Regions from separate parts of the Gossypium hirsutum genome. Here region 2 is linked to region 1. The links are chromatin contacts, called in public Hi-C maps. All regions are on one chromosome and are shown on one strand. The core of a region is the stretch at or near the end of the contact, and the rest is flanking DNA. Distances in the headings are between cores, read along the strand shown. Region 1 holds the start of LOC107906182. Region 2 has its middle 20 kb from the start of LOC121217671.

Region 1 (7,493 bases), core at 4,987-7,486:
TTTCCTCCAAAAAGCTCCTACGTGGACGCGTTTTGCTAAAACCGGCCGTTTCCGATAAATAATGAAAAAATTGGCCTATTTTCGTAAATAAAGTTGGAAATAGGCCTTTAATGGTAAGATGGTCAAATTTGATTGTGAGAGTTACTATTGGTCCGGCCAAATAATTAAGCACTGAAAGCATCTGTTTGGAATTAGAAAATTTTTTTGTCGAATTTAAATTGTATATTTTTACGATAGTAAAAATGTAATTTTATCATTTTAATAGTTTATATCTTTTTAATTTTTAAAGGGTTAAATCAAATTTATATCATTTTAAAAGATTAAAGTGTAATTTTATCGTTATTAATTTAAAATTTTATAAATTATAAAAATTTTAAATTAAAAATATACCATGAACCCAGTCTCTGCTAATTGCTCCTCTACTAACCATAAAATTAAAGAATGAACGAATGAGTAATGACAGAGACCACATCTTTTATGGAATGTCAAATATCGTCTTTTCTTTTCTGCCTTTTCCATTTAATTAGGCTCCGATTTCGTTTAATATAGCCATGCTTTCACATGACAACCAAACAATCGTTTTAATTTGGACTTCATTTAGAATTTTAGATTATAGTGATTTCTTTTTACTGATATAGATATTATTATTAAGGTCGTTAGTATTATATTGTTGGATGCATCGTTTTTTTATTCGTATATATTTTTACCAGCATGTTTTGATATTATTGTTTTAGAATATTTTTAAATATTCTTAATACATATATATATTTAGCTTTTTTTTTCCAAAAATATTCACTAAAATAAACTCATTGATTAATCATTCGCATTTTGCAAGTCTATTAAGGGAATAGATATTAGTTACAAGTTTTTATTTATAGTCTAATTTTTAATTTGTCAATATATATTTATAGTCTAATTTTTAGTTTCTTAATAAATTATATATTATTTTGACAAAAAATAAATTATATATTATATATAGATACAAATATATCAAAATAATATATAATTTACTTTCGACCTAAAAAAATATTATATGATTATGACCTAAAAAAATTATATATTCTTAACATAAAAATGTATAAATATAATATATGTAAATCCAAAAAAAAAATTATATTGATTATGACAAAAAAAGGTTTTTATGTCACCCTAGTAGTCGATCAAGAGAAAAATGATGATGATGATGATGATAAGATTGGGGAAAACTTGAAGAGGCTTTTCCTTTATTTCTAATTGTTGCTGCTGATTCAGACATATATTTTCTTGGAGCAGTCTGATTTAGACGTATTAGATACCTTAGTTCTCTATGTTTTAATAATGGAGTAAATTAAATTCCAGTGAGGTGAGAGGGGTGGAAAAATTGACAGTCTGCCTCAAAATGCTATTGCTAAACCATATCTAACAAATTTGGGACAATTACAAACGATGAAACTATGATCCTTTTGTAATAAAATATTATTATCTTTAATTAAATTCTCATTTGATTTTTATATAATTTTTTACCTAATAATTTTCACTAATATGTGGGCCATAATCAAGCAATTCAAATATACTATATCTTTTTTGTTTTTTTTTCCTGCTAAATGTACAGTATACTATTGTTTAAAATTCTGATGACGTCAATTTTTAATAAGGGATACCCTACTTGTAAGACATGTTTTTATATGGATAGCCCCACATATTGAAATAGAAGAATAAATATAAATAAATCAAAGAGTACGTGTATTAACTATGATGTCCCTAATCTAGGTACGAAGGAAGCTCTATCGACATAATTAATCAAAGTGAACACTATATTCATTGCAGCCGTGTATAAGTTGCTACTCCTAATATACTTTATATATGTATTTCAATGCTAGAATTTATTTTTGTTTTATTATTACTAGAATGGACGGTTGGGAAAAGGCCAAAAGGGGCTTTTTATATATATATATATATCTGTCAACATGGTTTAATATTTTATATATATATATATATAAAGTTTTTAAAATTGTTAGAAAATAAAATCAATTTTGGTCTTTTTTTGCTTTCTTTATATACTAAGTAATTTCTATCAATATTTATATCTATACCTATTTCAATGTCGTAGCTTAGATGAACCTTTTATATCAGAGATTTAAGTTCTGTTATTTTCTTAGACCTCTTTGCTAGAATAGTTGGTTGTTATAGAGATTAAGTGATGCACAACCTCATCATAATTTCATTCATAGTTTCATCTAAGCTAATAGACCTACAATTTAGAGAATAATATGAATAATCTCTTATAACATTTATCTATTCATCACAATTATAAAAATACCTCATCCAATCCTTTCAATAGCTGTCATCCTATTATGACAGATCTTTAAAACCCACGCCCAACTTCTCTTCCCCTATAAATATCCTCTCATCACTGAGATAAGAAAAAGAAAAACCAATAAATCTACATGGTACTTACTTTGCAAAAATTCTACCCAGTTTCCTCTATCAAAACCTCTAAATTTAGCAACTTTTTGCATGTGTGAACAACTTTTCTTCCAACAATATCAACTATGGCCATTAATCTCCTTCAACTTTTGCATTGAAACGAATTTCATAATTATAATATTAAACTTGAATTCGAAAATTTTAGAATGGGTTATTATAAAGAAAAGAATGCTACAAAATATGTAGGCAATAGCCGCAGCACTTGCAGGCTGCAATTATGGTGGGTCGAATTAGCTCATGTAAGCAAAGGCAGTTGCTTAATTCAGTGGATCTATATTGAAGTTTATTTGATGGTATTGTGTTGTCTCCGACCAAAATCATTAAAAGTTTTGCAACGCTAAGGTGTGCCTACTTCATCATTATGAATAATAGTATATCGGCATAATCATTGAAGTTTCTCTCGCATTGTAAATGCTATTTTATGGTTTTTTGTTTTTGTTTATTATTTTGACCATAACAATAAATACGATGATACATTCGTGATCTAATTTAGTTAAAAATAATATTTGATTTAGAGTTAATATAATGCATCATTAATAATTAAAAAACCATAAAATATTATAATTAATGTTTAAATAAATTTATCAAAATTTATTTATAAATTCTCCATTTAATTACACTATTTTTAAGCTCAGCTGTGCATTATATTGAAAACCAACCAACACTTGAATGCCCCTAGCAGGAAAACATCAGCATGACATCCTGCGCTTGTACTTTTGCCACTCTATTAACCGCTCTTTCTTTTCCTGTCTCCTTCTCTCCCTCTCTCTCCATGGATCCTTACTGTCTGTCTTACTTTAATTCTCTAACATTGTGTGTGCACTGCTTGTCACTCCCTTCTCTTTGCATCTTTGTCTATTTATACATGTTTTTTGAGAACCCTTTTTCTCAAACCACAAAACTCTCTAATAGAGGGGAAAAGAAAAGACAGATTTGGGAGGATAGGTTCTTGTTTTGTCTCTCTATAATGGCTCCAGCAGGATCTTCTAGGTGGTGTCCAACAACCCAACAACTTATGATGTTAGAAGAGATGTATAGGAGTGGGATTAGAACCCCAAATGCCAACCAAATCCAACAAATCACTTCTCAGCTCTCTTTGTATGGCAAGATTGAAGGCAAGAATGTTTTTTATTGGTTTCAAAACCATAAGGCAAGAGAAAGACTGAGGCTTCGAAAGAAACTTACCAAGCAACTTCAACAACAACAGCAGCTTTATCATCAACTTCAACATAACCCCCATTTTCTTCACTACTTAGACTCTCCCGCCTCTCCTGCTTTTCAACATCTTTCTTGTTATAACCCTGCCTCCGCCAATCTTTTATTTCAGGTAAAAAAAAAAGGAGAATAACATGAAAAAAATAGAATATTTATTTTAATATTTTATTTTGTTTCCAATAATGGTTAAATTAGAAGATCGAACAAAGCAATAGTACATTTTTTCCTATGAAAACCATCTTTCAAATTTTTGGAATAGTTAACTGTCGTATATAGCTGCTTTTCATCTTCAGAATTGTCCATGAAGAATATTGTCTTATTAGTTTGGTCGTCCTTTCATTTTATACGATAAACGAATCTCCGACAATACTAAGTTTTTAAAATGTATTTTTACTACTATAAAATGAAACTAATGAGAACTATACTGTTTCATGCAGGAAGATATGAAATTAGTAACTGAAGAAAGATCTTGCAATTAAACTTTAAAAGATTAAACTTAGGGGTTCATTTAACAGGCAGAAATATTAATATCCAAAGTTCAGATATATCTCCACACGAGGTTCTATATTATATATATATACACGCATGTACTTGTTTTGAATGACAAATTTATGTATATATATATTTTAAAATGAACTCTTATTTCAATAAATATAACTGGTCTGGTCCCCTTTGTTTCTTGACTCTCTTCTCCGGTGCTTATTAATATTTGGTATGGCCAAAACGGCTAAGTTTTCAGCTTTTATTTTTGTTGCAGGCAGGGATTCATGATGGAGGAGGAAAGCAAGTGACGAACTATACGTGGAATATTGATATCCCAGAAAACGTGGACAAGAACAAGGCCATAATGAGAATGTATGGCAGCGATTGGTTGATGATGGTTGATGTGGGACTACCTTTATCGTCATTACCATGCTACTCCATGATCTCCAGGCCGCCCCTTAAAACCCTTGAACTTTTCCCAGTCACTGCTTCAAATCTCAAGGAGGAGTGCAACAACATCAACAACAACAACAGCAACTCTTCCAATTCTCTTTCTTCAGTTTCTTGTAACATCACTCCAGCTAAAGTACCCGTAAGCCTCCCTTAACCCCACCCTCCCGAAAATAAATAAATAAATAAAAACCCTCTGCTACCTAGGTTGCAACTTGTAACTAGGATTTAGCTTTTTCTAAAAAAAAAAAGAAAAAAAAGAAATTTGGGTCTAATTTTGTTTGTTTTAGTTTTAGTTTTAGTTTTATTGGGTTTTTTTGCATGTGTTGTAATGTAATTTTTAGGCTCTTAGCACGAAAAGGATCTGAATTGTCTGGGGAGTAATGTTACATCTAGTACTGCTCCTTTCTTACTGCTATATAATACTAGTTCTATTACTTATTGATAATAATCAGCAGTGAGTATTTTGCCCATTTTCCAGTTCCAATTCCAAATCATTATCACAATTCTAGAAAAAGGTGTTTGTTTCTCTCATTCTCTTTCACCTTATCTAATGTAGATCTTAAAACTGGCATGCGTGAGATGAAAGCACAATATCAGTGCTTGATGGACATCTAATCACATGGAAAGCAGCTTTTTTTAAAATGTGGACTTGGATCTTTCAGACAAGTCAATACAGTGAATATTTAATTTTAAAACTCTTTCTTTTTTTGAACTTTTCAAACACAGAAAATTTTCTTCATCACTTGTTCTGAGCAGTCAATCTACATTATTATTATTATTATTATATTTTTGGAGTTGAAACAATCTACATTATTTTACAGCTTTAATAAACTATATATGTATCCAGACCAAAATAGGCTATATATTGTATACGTTAAGATCAGGTAAAATAATAATTCAACCTATTAAGTTTAAATGAGTTTGATAAGAAAAAAAATGTTTTTATACTTATTTACAAATATAATTCATGTTAAACCTAAAAGATATAATATATATTTTAATCAGAAAAGATAAGATATATATTATTATCCAAAACACGTAAAAGAATAACTACTCATTTGGACGTAAGAAAAAGAAGAGAGAGAGAAATGGAGGCAATTCAATAAAGCTTGAAAAGAGCAAAACAGTTAATGGAATATTTCCACTTTTAGGGACAAAAGGAAATAACTTCAGCCGATATAATTTTATTACTATATAAGAGGCAAGCAAGCAAGCAAGCAACACTGCATGCATTCATGAAAGAAAAGAAGAAAAAAGCAACCCCTCGCCTACAATGCATTAAAATCTCACGCCAAGATTTATAAATTTCAACAGCAGTGTCGTTTATAAATTAAAGCTGCATTTGTAATTATGAGAATTTTTAACATCATTTTTTGATTGAAAGTATATTTTTCAATATTCAGTAACATAAAGAAAAAGCCACCTACTATTATTTAATGGATATTAACTGATTATTTTTCTGTTCCAACAATGGTGATATTAATAATTATCATGGGTTGATTTTTCAATCTATTACTCATTCAGTATTTTCCTAATAAAATTACTCAATTACTTTTATTGGATTAGAAGCATTAATACGACGTCGAAGAGGGTAGTAGCGCAAAAAGATGAAGAGGGCGGGGGGGCGGGGGGGAGGGGCAGATCCAACGGCCGGAAACCTCCTAAATCATGGGGCACTATCTTCTGTCTTCCTTTGGCACGAACTCATCTCAACTCACTGAGTTGATGATTACAGTCGAGTCACACCCTCTTTCCTTTCCACTCACTTTCTTTCTTTCTTTCTTCCTCTACCTCCCCGCCCCTTCTGCCCTTTTTCGTCATTTCCTCTCTAATCCCCATCCGACGTCTCCCATCCTTCCACGTCACCACCGTCTTCTTCATCCTCCCTTCCCTTGCCCCATCTCTTTCTATTTTTATTTACCCCCCTTTAGGGTTTCTCAGATTTAACCAAATTCTCTGTTTTCCCCCATCCTTATTTTTCTCAAATTATAAAAGAACAAACCTTCAAATCTCCAATTCCTTGACTCTCTCAATTTTTGCAGCATATATTCTTCCTACCGAGGTTTTTTTCTTATTTATTTATTGTATTCGTTTTCAATTCTGTTTTTTAGTTTCAATATTTGTGAATTTCTTTTATTTATTTGTTTCTGTTAGGGTTTCGATGAATTGGCGCTCTATTCCGTAATGCGGAAAATAAAAATTTCAATTTAAATTTTGTAGAATTGAGGATTAGAATTTTCGTTCGTTTGGTGGTTTATGTTATGATGGCGATTGAGAAGAATAACTTCAAAGTTTCACGGTTTGATTCGGAGTTCTCGTATGGTAGTAGAGAGACGACTGTGTCGAGTGATGAGGATGAGCTTCAACGTCAAAGCTCAGCTGTTGATTGTGATGGCGATGATGATGATGATGATGAATTTGATGATGCTGATTCAGGAGCAGGTTCGGATGACTTTGATTTATTGGAATTAGGAGAAACGGGGGCTGAATTCTGCCAAGTTGGGAACTTGACTTGTTCTGTTCCTTTGGAGTTGTACGATCTTCCTGGATTGGAAGATATTTTGTCTCTTGATGTGTGGAATGAGTGTTTAAGTGATGAGGAGCGGTTTAGCCTTACTAAATTTTTGCCCGATATGGATCAGGATACATTTATGCGGACTTTGAATGACCTTCTTAAGGGTGATAATTTTCATTTTGGGAGTCCTATAAAGAAGTTGTTTAATATGTTGAAAGGAGGCTTATGTGAGCCAAGGGTCGCACTTTATCGGGAGGGTTTGAATTTCTTTCAGAAGCGACAGCATTACCATCATTTGAGGAAGCATCAGAATAATATGGTTGCCAATCTTTGTCAAATAAGGGATGCTTGGCTTAAGTGT
Region 2 (7,505 bases), core at 3,192-5,691, 37 kb before region 1:
ATTTCTCCTCACCTGGGTTGTCAGCTACGAAAAGAATAACTACCCAACCTCCTGCTGGCACACCAACAGTGTTCCTTTCAACAGTGTCAATGAGATTAAAGTTATTAGGGTCCTTTTGTGGATCAAAATTCCCAAAACCTTGGCCAACAACAAAGAAATTGTAGCCATGCAAATGAAGAGGGTGGCTTTCAGCTCCTAGTATGCTGGTGTCTTGCATGATTAGCTCCACATTTGTGTTAAAAGGAAGGACTAGTAGTTCTGTTCCATTATTTACCATAGTGTTATTGGGTGGAGTGCCCATATAATCAAACCGGATTTTAAGTTCTCTTGGAAAATCAGTTTTGTAAACCCCATGTGATTTTCCGAAGAAGTGTGCCTGGAGTAATGCTGTGGTTGGCATTGGGAAAGATACGTTATTGACTGCAGCTGCAAACTTGGTTCCATTAGGTCCCTGGCAGGTTCGGTTTTGCCAACATTGGCTAGTTCCAAGGCCAACTGTGAACAAAAACTGCTTATCTACGTTTTGAGGTACGCTGGCCGGGGAATGTACAGTAGCTAAGCCGTGCAACTTGTTCGCGAAATTTGCTATGAAGGAAGTGTTACTTAGAGCAGGTAAATTTGGTTTAAACGGGGAAAGGTTCTTAACTGAGATGCTTGAAGATAAGCTATTGGGTGATAATTCATATTCTAAAATGCCAGCAACTGTTGAATTATTAAATGTGGCTGACCCTGTCACATACGGTCGAGCGGCCATGAAGAATGAGGCATTTGGATATGTTGTTTGGTCTTAAGAAGCACATTCGTGGTCTGGCCAGAGGCGAGGAGGATTGCTTCGGTCTCAAATGGTTTAACGTAAACGGCATCAGCTTCAACCACTGTAAGGGTTGAAGAAGAGTTGATCGTTGAGAGCCGCATTGATAAGGTGGAGAAGGTATGTCTTGCCAGGCTTCACCTTCAGCTTGAAAGTATCTGTCATGAATGATAATAAGTTCTCCAGCTGAGTTAAATGACTCAATTAGCTCATCATATTGTAGTACTAGCCTTTTTGTACCTTTGGCAGAACAGTTGTAGAATGGTCCTGGATGTCCATTGATGGTGTAAGCATCAGAGACATTTGGTCCTGCACCTGTTTGAAGAGCTTGGCTAATAATTGCTTCTGTATCTGCATTGAACCATTCACCTGCAGTTTAATCATCATCCATGATGATTTATGTCAGCAAAAGTAAGGTCACTCGAAGAAACAAATAGATGGAACTTTATGTCCCTTGATTTAGAATTTATTACCAAAAATGATGGGAACTTCTTTGTAAGGCTTGGGAAATGGGTAAGGAACACCAAGCCCAGGAAGAATGATCAAGGGACCATAAACAGTTGCTCTTAACCATGATATATGGGCATGCCAGAAGAGAGTTCCCCTTTGGCCTACAATTCTGAATTTGTACACATAACTTTGGCCGTTTTGTATGGGACACTGAGTCACATATGCCGGTCCGTTCGCCCATCCAGTTCGAAGCTGTCGAACATCATGCCTAAAAGGGTAGTAACTTACAGTTGAGGGAACTTCCTAGACTACATAAACAATGTGTTTAAGTGAAGAACTTCCATACCAGTGAATGGTGATGTTGTTGGGCACATGGTTAACCACTTTTACTGAAAGCTGGTTGCCTTCCCTTACCATGACACAAGGACCAGGAAACTGCCCATTTACCGTTACGATGCTCTTGGCATGGCACAAACGAGCTACGTTTTGCAGCTTGATCTACAAAAATGAAAGTGACTTCTCTTTTATACTGTTCAATGACTTTAAAGTGGTCGATGGGAATGGGATACATACATCAAACTTGTAATGCCTGGTGATCCCAGCTACAGGCAGTGGAAAAAGACATAAAGTGACAAATGTGAAGACAAAGACACCCATAAATGCTGTTGATTTATAAACAGCAGCCATACTATTTATGTCTAAGAGACTTTAAAGCTTAAACTACAGCTTGAATACACGTATATGGATCAGAGATCAGGCGGCTTAGACTTGGACTTGGGGAAGTGCCGTCAAAGGTAAACAATTTATTCGGTCTCCTTTCTTTTTCAACTCACAACTTCGGCTTTGTGTAGAAACTAATAATCCTAACTTTCTGAGAGCAACTACTAAATATAGCAAACATCGCTACTTTTGGGCTTGAAACTAGCCGCCAAGCAGGCATACCTGGCCTTTGTTCCTTAAATAATACAATTCAAATCATTAACTTGCTTAAATTCCATGATCCTTTCTTTTCCGTTTTCTTTTTAACAGTTTCCAATATTTATGTCAATACATATTTAGAGTTTTAACCTTTCGAATAATACTTGGATCTTTAAGAAATTAAATATCTTTCTGTCAAACACATGTTTTTAGCCGACACTTATACTCCAATTCAAGTAGAATAAAATGGTATCATTAATTAGTACCAACTGAACAAGAAATTTCTATTATTTATCTTTGCGGCTGCTTCTCATCTTTAAACCCCATTCATAACCACAACCTCATGTAGAAAGTGTCAATTGATATATCAAAGTTAACAATGGTCGAAAGCTAAATTTTGATATAATTATGAGATATACACTCCAAGTATATGCTTTTGTGAATATTTCAAACATCAACGATTGTACTAAAGGCAACAAGTGTGAGATGCATAGTTTATACAAATATTTTTTAAAAATTATGGAACATGATACTTAGAGAAACCTCAATGGACGCAACATGCCTGAAGCAAAGATATCAGCATCAACAGACAAAGCTTGATTACAATACAGGAAATCAAACTTCCTTCTTGTACCAAGTTGCTAATTGATGGGTTCCAAATTTTGAAGAATATATCCTTTTTTAATATTTAAAATTGTTAGATTAAATCTCATCTCCAAAGGTCAAAAGAGTTGGTTTTTTTTTATTAGACTAATATTTATATTTATATAATTAATAAATAAATTCAACCCATTTTTAATTTAAAGTAAGAGCTAGAAAAGCCAAGAAGGATATGGGCCAACAACTCCTCAAACAAGTTGCTAAAAGAAGTTTAGAAGGCCCAAAACCCCTGTCTAAACCGCATTCAAATGGTCCTTTTGAACACATTCTGGCTGTATTAATTATATCTATCTATATCTCACCATATATGAAAGTTGACGTAGTAATATTAAATGGTATTTTACTTTTTTTATCTTTTATATAAAATTAGAAAAACACACAATATAATCTGACCTTAGAATATTAAAGTTTTTAACATATTTACTTCAGCATTTCAACTAATCACATTTAATTTTCATATAAATATTTTTATTACTCATTTTTTTAAATTAAATCAATGGTCGCCCCAATCAGGTCACCAGTTCGATTAATCTAACCAGTCCAATTAAAATATTATTAAATTTTTTTAATAAAATATTGTTTTAAAAAAAAATTGGTTCAATCAATTTGTACCAATTCTCGATCTAACCAGTTCAAAACTACTTTTCAAACTGGTCTCTCGGCTGGCCCGATTCAAACAACATTGTTTATTACATGATTATGTTTTTTTTATTCATAATCTAGTATCTAGTATTATATTTAAGAGTTTGACTGAGTTAGGGTCACCCATCAATCGGGTCTCAATTCAATTGCGAAATTACTAAAGATCCAATATTATTATAAAGTAACTAATATTATTTTGAGGGTATTTTTTGTTTTTTATATAAACTCTAGAAAATTATGTACATATATATAATAGAATTTAAACTCAATATATCAACCCTCATTTACCATTTCAACCAAGACTATACTTGTTTTGTATGTTAATATTTTTAAAAAAATTATTACATAAGAATTTTCATTTAAATAAATTATTACAATTACTAAACTAAAATACTAACTCACTATAACTAGAAAAAATCTAAAAGGAAACCCACACATCTTCAATCAAAATCTCAAAATTCTCAATACTTCAACCTTATTAAAAAATAGTTTATTCCACATTAAACATAAAAATACTTAAAACTAGCTAAAAAGACCAACATTCAGCACAAGATACTAAGATCCTAAAACCAATATAAATATTGATAATTTTACCTCGAAACAAACTAAGATGAAATGTGAAATGGATTCAAATAACAACTAACCCCTTATCACTTGACACTTAAATAATCCATTTCACTATTTATTTTAATTTTAATTTAATTATAAAATACATAAATATAATTTTCCTTATATTTAACCACGTCAACAGCATTAGCTTCAACTGTCGTAAGGGTATGCAGAAGAAAAGTTCATCGCTGGAAGCTGCATTGATTAAACTGCACAAGTATGTCCTGTCAGACTAATATATAAGTTAAGAGGCATTAAATTACATGTAATTCATGGTGACGACATCATATCATATCATTTCAAAACACCTTTTGGCAGAGCAGTTATATTTGAGGGTCCATTTATTGTGTAAGGCATCGCAGACATTTGGGCCTCCACTTGTCGGTACTTGAATCTCTCCTGCAATTTAATGTATCAATGTCTTATGTTTACCAAAGTATCCGCATTAACTAAACTTGTTGATTTTTCACTCTACTCATTCATTATTATTCATCGACAGATGACGGAAACTTCCTTGTCAAGCTTGGCAAATTGGCAGGTCACCCCAAAGTATGGTCCTTACGCCTAAAATGGTGAAGTAACATAGGCAGGGCAAAATCTGTACAGAAACTGGGTCTCACGTATATGTCCATCCAAGGCCAATCCCCACCGAAGCTGTCTGTTTCCATGGATACCCTCCGTTGTGAGGTCCCGGAAACTAGCCCAGTACTGGCATGCAATCCTGTTAGTGTGGCACAGGCGAGTAACATTTTGCAGCTCCATAACGTATATGTATTTCATATTTACTCTTAGTATTAGCCTGAATTTATGAGCATCCGTCGTAGTGACGCATACATCAAACTTGTAGGACCGATAGGCTCAGTATGGAGACAGAAGATCATAAATATCCGCAGAAATGCCCCTAAAACTGCCGTAGGGGATGAAGAGCAACACCAGAATGGTAAATTAACCTGCTATTTGCTAGTATTTGAGTTACGTATTTCATCAAAGCCAGTGGGATATAGCTTATATAATATATATATTAATTATTAATATATGTATATAGAGAGAGATTAATCAGTTTTAAGCATTAAAATGAAACATTAGCATTTAAAAATAAAATTGAGTACTGTAGCTTCTACAGCTACATTGAAATGACCTATGACCGGTTGTTAGAACAAGTTCAGACTACCGTCAAAGATGATAAATTTATTTCATATCGTCTAATTTTGTATAAATATTCTTCAGATTTGGATTTGTATTGGAAGCACTAATGATGAATAAATTCATATATTGTGAATTAATCAGATTAAAACACATAATTAATAAATTAAATTAAACATAATTATTATGTAACAAGTGGCATCTTAGTTTTTGACAATATATCAACGTATGATTGTATCATATATATATACGTATATTCTGAAAACTAAAGAACCTATATTGCTATATGTCATTTAAAGCGGTTTACAGTAGTCATTCCCAAGAAGAAGAAATTCTGATGCATGTTCGGTTTGATTCCTTAGCGGTAAAAATCAAAAAATGTTTTCAAAAATTTCGATCACATGCATGGAAAAGAAAAAACAGCTTCTGATATTTTATAAGGAGTATATATAAAGATGAAGCAAGATTAATATTGAATATGGTAATTTACAGGGAAACTACTGGAGATGCACAGTCAAAATGCAAACAATTTTAGATAGTTCGATTGATATATCTTTAAAGAAGCATTAAAAACTATTGCTCGAAAGCAGCCCTTTTTGCTCACCAGTCACCACTAGGTAATTAAAGCCTGAATCTTCATTAATTACACAGTACTATTTTCTTTTCCTGTTTCTCTCTTTATTATCTTCCTTGATTATCCATGGATAATTGCCTTCAAACGCAGCTCATTCCTTTGAAACAAAAAACTAGATTATGCTAAACTCAACTATGGAAAAAAAGATCTTTTCAATAAAAAATTTGTCAGAAAAAAAAATGCAACGTAGCAGCAGTAGCAGGCACGGAAAGAAATAAGGGGTTGCTGTTCTATTTCCAAAAAAGAAAGCGATGCTAAATAATGCAGTATAACGAACTCTCCATTAAACAAAAAGGAGAGTTTTAGGGTTTTCTGAGCCCCCTGAAACTCAGAAGAAGCTACCCTAACCAAAACTACTCATAATAGCAATTTTGTGTGTGTATTTGTCATTAACTTTGTTTAATCAACCGTGCTGTAATCAGTTCCACAGAACTTCTGTAAGAAAATTAATTTCTATCAGACAAAAAAGAAGATCATAACTCTGATTGATTGTGTTTCGTCATAAATTTTAAATTTTCTTCTCTTTTAATTTAATGATTGTGAAGGCTTTTCTTTGCGTTATGTCACGGTTAATTTCTTTTTCTTTAACGTTTTCTTTTTCATACATTATTAATTAATGTTTAGTTTAAGAGCTCACTTGTCATGCATTAACCTCTCTTTTTTTCTGTTACCCTAAATAATTATCTTGCTTGTTACATATAAAATTTTTAATTCATAAGCTAAATGCATAGTCCCGTCAATACCATGCATAAAATTGAATGATCATTGATGATATTTTTTTAAAAAATAAAAAATATTTTGATATATAAATTAATAAAATTAAAAATATTGTACATAACTATGCTCAGACTGAAATGGATATTTTGAGGAAGAAGCAACCTTTTACCCAAAACTACAGTAACTTCAAACCTCTTTCAAGTGATTAACTAATCACTACCATTTCTCTATATTCGTTACACTGTTCTTTTGGGGAGAATTCTTAGTCTTCCACACATTTATCAAACATAATATTTTCAAATATATATAAATAAAAATCAATAGTAGTAATTAGGACAGAACATTTACAATTAATAATCAATAAAAGGACCCATATTTTTAAAGTAAAACCTATCACTTAGCTACTTCCCACAAAAATGGATCTGCAGTTAAATAATTCATTATAAGAAAAATTAAATGGAAAAAAAAAACTTTAGCAGTAAAACCTTATTTTAATGTAAATATCATAATATGTATATATATATCTGTGTCTATATATTACTTTACGTTTAACTTATGACACATTATGTGTATGTACAAAATTATATAAAAATATTTTTTTAAAATTTACACGAAAATCAAATAAAACTTTAATTAAAATAGGAGAATTAAACGTTAAAAAAAAGCATGATGAGTTAAATTCATGTTTAATTATAGGTGAGTCTTTATTAATTTTATATAAATTTAATATGACTTATTTATAAAAATCATTTCTTAATTAAATTAATATTCAGATTAATTTATTATATAGTATAATTGTAACATATGCTAAAATGTTGATATAAATGTTGTTGAATTAAATTGTGGCTACTACAACAGAATAGTGGGTGACAATGACCTGACCCGAAATACCGGCATTGCTGATGTCGTAAATGACGATGA

Evidence for each region. Hi-C and Micro-C count contacts between places; a contact is called where the count stands out from the background.
Region 2: a Hi-C map of leaf shows a contact between it and region 1, with 2.7 times the contacts expected there. The contact joins the enhancer-like site here to the promoter of LOC107906182 in region 1. A contact is called at or near these places in 21 of 34 Hi-C or Micro-C datasets (callus, cotyledon, fibers and 3 more).

Annotation. Positions count from the first base shown.
Region 1 is chrD05:8,279,947-8,287,439 of Gossypium_hirsutum_v2.1, reverse strand. LOC107906182 reads left to right here and starts at 6,236. Exons shown (of 4, transcript XM_041093514.1): 1 at 6,236-6,679; 2 at 6,838-7,493. The coding sequence starts at 6,879. LOC107903222 (WUSCHEL-related homeobox 3) reads left to right here and starts at 3,161. Exons shown (of 2, transcript XM_016829263.2): 1 at 3,161-3,793; 2 at 4,439-5,087. The coding sequence starts at 3,161. The coding sequence ends at 4,771.
Region 2 is chrD05:8,314,742-8,322,246 of Gossypium_hirsutum_v2.1, reverse strand. It overlaps the pseudogene LOC107902732. Among protein-coding and RNA genes, the nearest start is that of LOC121217671, 20 kb to the left of the region's middle. Within about 2 kb of position 4,441, at least 1 of the 9 cell types and tissues checked has an H3K27ac peak or open chromatin away from gene starts, as enhancers often do. A contact at or near this core is called in leaf, where this site is marked.